Linked DNA regions of Mus musculus: region 1 is linked to region 2. The links are chromatin contacts, called in public Hi-C maps. All regions are on one chromosome and are shown on one strand. The core of a region is the stretch at or near the end of the contact, and the rest is flanking DNA. Distances in the headings are between cores, read along the strand shown. Region 1 overlaps Disp1 (dispatched RND transporter family member 1). Region 2 overlaps Disp1 (dispatched RND transporter family member 1).

Region 1 (2,921 bases), core at 351-2,850, 67 kb before region 2:
TGTTGCTACTGACATGTCATTTGTTAGAGATTCCCCCCCAGTCTCATGTTTTCAGGAACCAAGCTAAGAAATGCATGCATGTGTGTGTGCATGAATTTTGTCCATATTAATTATATCAGTTAATTACATTGATTACTACAGCTCTATGCAATGCCCAGTACTCATTCTAGACTCTGTTTGCAACTAACTTCCTTCCTTCTTTCCTTCCTTCCTTTCTTCCTTCCTTTCTTTCTTTTTCTTTGTAGCTCTGGCTGTCCTGAAACTCACTCTGTAGACCAGGCTGGCCTCGAACTCAGAAATCTGCCTGACTCTGCCTCCCAAGTGCTGAGATTAAAGGCATGCGCCACCACTTCCGACTTGTTTGCAACTTTCTAACAGTGGAAAAGTCAGCTGTGTGGCATTATTTTCTGATCCCTGCTAGGACCCCTGCTTGGCATTGAGTGATAGGTTTGAATGAAGGAACTGATACAGTTACAGTGTTAGGTGCCCTCACTGCCTGCTCTGTGGTTGGGATGGAGTGGAAGTAGAATCTGCAGTTTTCACTTTGACTATATGCTATGCAACTATATTCTTGCTTTTTACTGTTTAGAGTATGGATCTGATAAATTATTCAATTGCTGTGAACTATTAGCATCTAGCTTTTTTTTTTCCAATAAGAAAAAGCCATAACTTAAAATAAAATTGCTCAGTTAGAAAAATAGCTCCTTTGTTTTAAAACTCCTTGGGTGTAGGCAGCAGTACTGAACAGATTTCAGCATTTCTAATTACAAAATTAGCTTGCAGACTTTGTCTGGCTCGTTTTTCACACCTGTCAGCTGTAGCAGTGTGAAGTATGTTCCTCACATGAGACCCTTGCTGTGCCTCCTGCTGCCTGAGAGAGCCTCCATCGCTGCTGTTACTGGGCTGCTAGAAACAAGCATGTGGGGGGAGCTTATGAGCTGGGGACCAGGAAGTTTTGATAACCTTAAGACTCATTTCCAAATTACATTATTAACTCTGTGCATAGTCTTGGGAAAACATTGGATCTCCTTCCCCTGTGCTCTCCATGTTACACAGTAGGTCTCCTTCCCTGTGCCCTCCATGTTACACAGTAGGTCTCTTTCCCTGTGCCCTCCATGTTACACAGTAGGTCTCCTTCCCTGTGCCCCCATGTTACACAGTAGGTTTCCTTCCCTGTGCCCTCCATGTTATACAGTAGGTCTCCTTCCCTGTGCCCCCATGTTACACAGTAGGTCTCCTTCCCCTCTACCCCCATGTTACACAGTAGGTCTCCTCCCCCTGTGCCCTCCATGTTATACAGTAGGTCTCCTTCCCCTCTATGCCCATGTTACACAGTAGGTCTCCTCCCCCTGTGCCCTCCATGTTATACAGTAGCCCCCTCACCCCCCACCCCCCGTGTCCTCCAGGTTGACAGTTGAGGACAGCCAAGTGTTGATGCCTTGGAAGGAACTTACTGTTTTGGTTTTTTTTCCCCCTCTGTCTTCAGAAAATGTGGTCTGTTTTTCCCTGATGTAATTAAAACTTCACTTTGTGCTCATAAGCTCATACTTTATTCTTAGAAGTGTGCTTTTGAAGTGGTCTTTACTGGTTTCAGTCTGGTTTATTTACCTCAGGTGTGCCAGTTGTCGTTGTGGTTTCTAGTACTAGTTCTGAAGGTGAGTTTCTCATACTATCAGGCAAGTAAGGAAGGCTGTTGCATGGCATAACTGGGAATTATTTTTGTTTAAAAGAAAATTTTCTTCACTGTGGCTTTTTTTTTAAACCCAGGAGGACATATTTGTTTTAGTCTTTTCTCTCCAATCTTATGAGGGAATGGATCTTTTAAAGCTGAATAGGAAGACCATAACCTTCTAAACATCTAGTCTTAAAGGCTTTTGTTGTTTAATAAACAAACAAACAAACAAACAAAAAAAAAAACAACCAAAAAAAAACCTGAGCTGGCAATTTATATAAATAGTCTTTTGTTTTAGAGTAAACTTGAGAGCCAAGTTCTTTGTACTCAAGCCTTTGAAGTGTAGACATTTGGAGCTAACTCTGCTCTATGGGACAAGGTGTTACTGTCATGCTGGACGTCCCCACTCCCTGTTTTGGTTTGTTTCTGTAAGCGCACATTGTTGAGACACTGGCTCTGTATTGCTGACTGACTCTCACACTCTGCCCTGACAGCACTATCTACTGGCTGTAGTTCCTAACCCTTCTTTGCACTTTTAGCCAGATACCATTCTGTTTTCACCCTTAACTCTGTCGCTGTCCCCGTTGGTTTACAACACAGGAGAGGGGTGGAAAGGCACTGCATTTGCTGTGGCCACCGAGGTTCAGGGTTGACCTCAGAGGGAGCTGTCTTTGTCAGTTAAAGTGAAAACCACTGTTCGTTCTGCATTTCCAGTCACAAGTGCAGCAGAGTATTTATTTTAAAGGTACAAAACAAACTTTATGTTTACTCAAATTCTGGAAGGCCAGGCTGAGTTAGAAAGCATCACGGGGCAGAGCCCTGTGTTGGCCTGCAATGGAAGAGGCCGGTTCTCATTTCACAGTTGTATCCCTAGGTAGAGCAGAGTTGGCACATAGTAGGAGTGCAGCAAAGGGCTGTGCAGCGAAGGAATGGATCTCAGGAGCTTTGGTGTGACTTTTCTTCTATTATTTTTTTTTAAATTAAAAATGGATTCTTCTTTCATACAATTGATTGTTCATTTCATAGATGCAGGAGCTTAATCAGGAGACGGACTCTCTGGGACAGTGGCAGAGGCCCAGAGTATTTTATATCCATTTATCACTTTCTGTATCTTTGAAAGGACTGATTCTCAAGCTATACAATAGTTGCAATTAAGTCAAACACAATAATGTGAAATTTTATATGTACTGCTACAGTGGCTTGACCATTTATAGTTGTTATTTGCATATTCATTGTCTGTAGTCAGGCA
Region 2 (2,888 bases), core at 386-2,885:
CTCACTGAAGCACCTCCCAAGTTGGGCTTCTTGTCTTTAGTGTTCCTCGTCTCAAGTTTATCCTGCCCAGGCCTATCAGCTCAGTCCTCCATAGCAGCTCCTCCATAGCAGCAGCTTCTACCAGAGCAGTTCTTGCTTTTGGAGCTTGAGCCGCTTCTTGTTCCCATCTCTTGATCTCTCCTCCGCGTTCAGGCTCTTGGTGGCTGTGTGCACGCACGCTGCTTCAGGAATGCCCAGGGCAGGAAGTGGGCAGCACTGCTTCCATGCCTTGCCTCCTGTCTCTCTTGGTAACACTTAGTTTAGGTGTAGTAAATATTAGGCTTAAATAGGATTAAGAATAGTTTTTAAATTCAATCTATTTTAAGTTCTTTGAAAGCTTCTTATCGGGGTAGAATGCTGCTTCTTTTAGTCTACATGGTAGTCTTAAAAAACTGAAACCATTCAAGGTAGTGGCCTTTCCTGATTCTCTTCCCATCCGTCCTGTGTCCTCTATGATAAACTAGTTTGGTTTGTTCCCTTCCCTCTTCATAAATGCATCTGTGCGTTTGTACGTGGTTCACATAACCAATGTATAACTTGCTGGACACTTAGCTTTGCCATGTAGCCCTTTCCATGTCAGTGTGTGTGTGTGTGTGTATTCTCTGCAGCGTCTCATGGCATGGGGCACAGCACCATTCATTTAGGCATCATCCTTGCTGCTAGATTGGCACTCACCCCTGACCTCAGTGAGCACCCTGCACACACACCCTCTTGTCTGCCTGGAACAGTTGCTGCTGAGACAGCTTTCCCCACTCCGCCTTCTGTCCTTTCTCAGCTAACAAGCACTGAGGCCTCAGTGTACAGCTGCTTTTCCAGGGCTGGGTGTGGGTTCTAGGCACGGCTTTCCTGCTCGTAACTAAGCGGCTTGAGACCTCTTTCTCCTTTGAATGAGTGGCTCGTGAGGTTCCTTACAGTCCTAAAGGCCTCATGCCAATTGGGCCCGTGGGAGTTATGCCATCCCTTTCACAGTACCGAGAATCACTCCAGGGTCTGTACACCCTCACCAAGTGTGCTGCCACCGAGTCCCACCCCTGGTCCCTGTCAGTTTTTATATTCAGCTATTAGCAAGTGTCACAGAAGCTAAAGGAAGAGCTCTGTCTGTTTCCTCATGAGTCGTCTGTATCACTTAACCATGCTTGATGGATTTCCAAAAGAACTACATTAACAGGAGTCGTTAATGATCAGTGAGTTTCAGAAAGCCGCTCCCATGCTAGCCCCCAAGTCTTGAGTAATGCAGGGACGTTTTCATGAAGTGTGGATAAACCCCTGCTCCTCCCACATATCTTCTGATCTCACTATTCTGATCTCACTATCCTCTTATGTATTAAGCATATGCTAAGTTTACTTTTTTAGTGTTTAGGAAGCATACAGTTTATCAGGTGCTCCTCAAATGTTAATCTCCACTCTGACTTTCTTCTCACCTCTTGGTTTATTTTGTGTCTCGTCTGTTCAGCTACTTCTGATATCAAGATAGACAACATCTTTAGCCTGCATCTCTTAAGCATTCAGAAAATGCACTACACACACGGTTGTGGTTCCTGTCTTCCCTCGAGTCCCTTGACACAGACCATAAACACTCCTCTGTGGTGCGTGAGGAATGCTCTGGAGTGCAGGCTTAGCTTGTCTCCGGGTATCTGTTTCATGCTCAGATGGAGCCTGTGTGCCAGGGATGATTCATGCAAATACTTAATGACGAAGGATGGTTTTGTTTTTGTTGGAAATCTTTGAAAGAGCGATCATCAAAGTGCAGACTCCTCATTTCAGATTCTTTCTGGGACACACGAGCACTTCCTGGGTATCCCCTGACAGTGATGCCACGGCACTGTGTGGTGCCACTGCTGAGACCCACCGTGCTGCTTGATGCCTTTCTGGCTTTGCTGTGGAGCCTACTGTAGAGCTCAGACACACCCAGAGCCCTCTTTTGTAGGTTTGGTCTTCTCACTTGCTGGGAGCTGGCTAGAATGTAGAAGGCTGAGCTGTCCCTGAGCTGCCTGCAGTGGCCATTCTGCACTTACCAGAGACACCCAGCTGGAGGCGGGTTTTCATATTGTATCTTCACTCCTTTGTCCTACGGTTCCTTCTTCCAAAAGTATGAAAAGTACATCAAGAGGAGCAAGCCTAAAGCCATTGCTTTCCTCGCCCTAGTCTCCTGTGAACTTTGCTGTTTCTCCACTTCTTTTGCTTGCCACCTTCTTTGAAAGCTCCAGTCACCTCCCTGCTCTCCCCACTGACTGGTTGCACCATGAGTGTGTAGTATGTTCACAGGCACTCACTGGCCATCAGAGGACAGGAACCGAGCTTTCTAGCACTGTTGCCCTTCCCTGGCTGAGGTGCTGATGACAGTTACTATTTATGGGTACTCTAGTTTGCAAGTGCTTTTAAAAGCCTGTTTGATGCTTTCTTGAGGAAAAGACTAGCACGCAGTGAGTCTGTGGCTAGGGAACTGTCAAGAACCACACCATAGTGCCCATAGTGTCCAAGTGCTATCTGTCCTGAGGCCTCTTTTCTCTGCAAGGAGAAGGCTAAGTCTAACTGAATCGGCTGAAGGCTGTTGTGTCTTGAGTTGAATGGTTTGACTGTCTGGAAGCAGGCATGATACCAAAAGGTGAATTAACCCTCCAAAAGATTGTGTGTGTGTGTGTGTGTGTGTGTGTGTGTGTGTGTGTGTCTGTCTGTCTGTCTGTCTGTCTGTTTAACCTGGCTGTTGATTAGCACTGGACACTGAAGGGCAGATGTGATGCTCTGATGGACATAGGGGACACTCTCAAAGTTAGACTTTCCCCGGGATCAGCTTGAGGAAGGAGGGGTAGAGAAAGCAGCCCTGAAGAGCGACGCTTTCAAGAGGTTTT

Evidence for each region. A called contact is a pair of places that touch in the nucleus more often than the background predicts.
Region 1: a Hi-C map of double positive thymocytes shows a contact between it and region 2, with 1.4 times the contacts expected there. The contact joins two enhancer-like sites. A contact is called at or near these places in 12 of 484 Hi-C or Micro-C datasets (CD4 T cells, the HL-1 cell line, Kupffer cells and 6 more) and 2 of 115 datasets of contacts at active chromatin or transcription factors (DN3 thymocytes and fibro-adipogenic progenitors).

Annotation. Positions count from the first base shown.
Region 1 is chr1:183,179,125-183,182,045 of GRCm38.p6, reverse strand. The region is part of intron 2 of Disp1 (dispatched RND transporter family member 1); the gene reads left to right. Among named protein-coding and RNA genes, the nearest start is that of Disp1, 41 kb to the left of the region's middle. Within about 2 kb of position 1,600, at least 37 of the 459 cell types and tissues checked have an H3K27ac peak or open chromatin away from gene starts, as enhancers often do. A contact at or near this core is called in Th2 cells and double positive thymocytes, where this site is marked.
Region 2 is chr1:183,112,623-183,115,510 of GRCm38.p6, reverse strand. The region is part of intron 4 of Disp1 (dispatched RND transporter family member 1); the gene reads left to right. Among named protein-coding and RNA genes, the nearest start is that of Gm33747, 48 kb to the right of the region's middle. Within about 2 kb of position 1,635, at least 83 of the 459 cell types and tissues checked have an H3K27ac peak or open chromatin away from gene starts, as enhancers often do. A contact at or near this core is called in Th2 cells and double positive thymocytes, where this site is marked.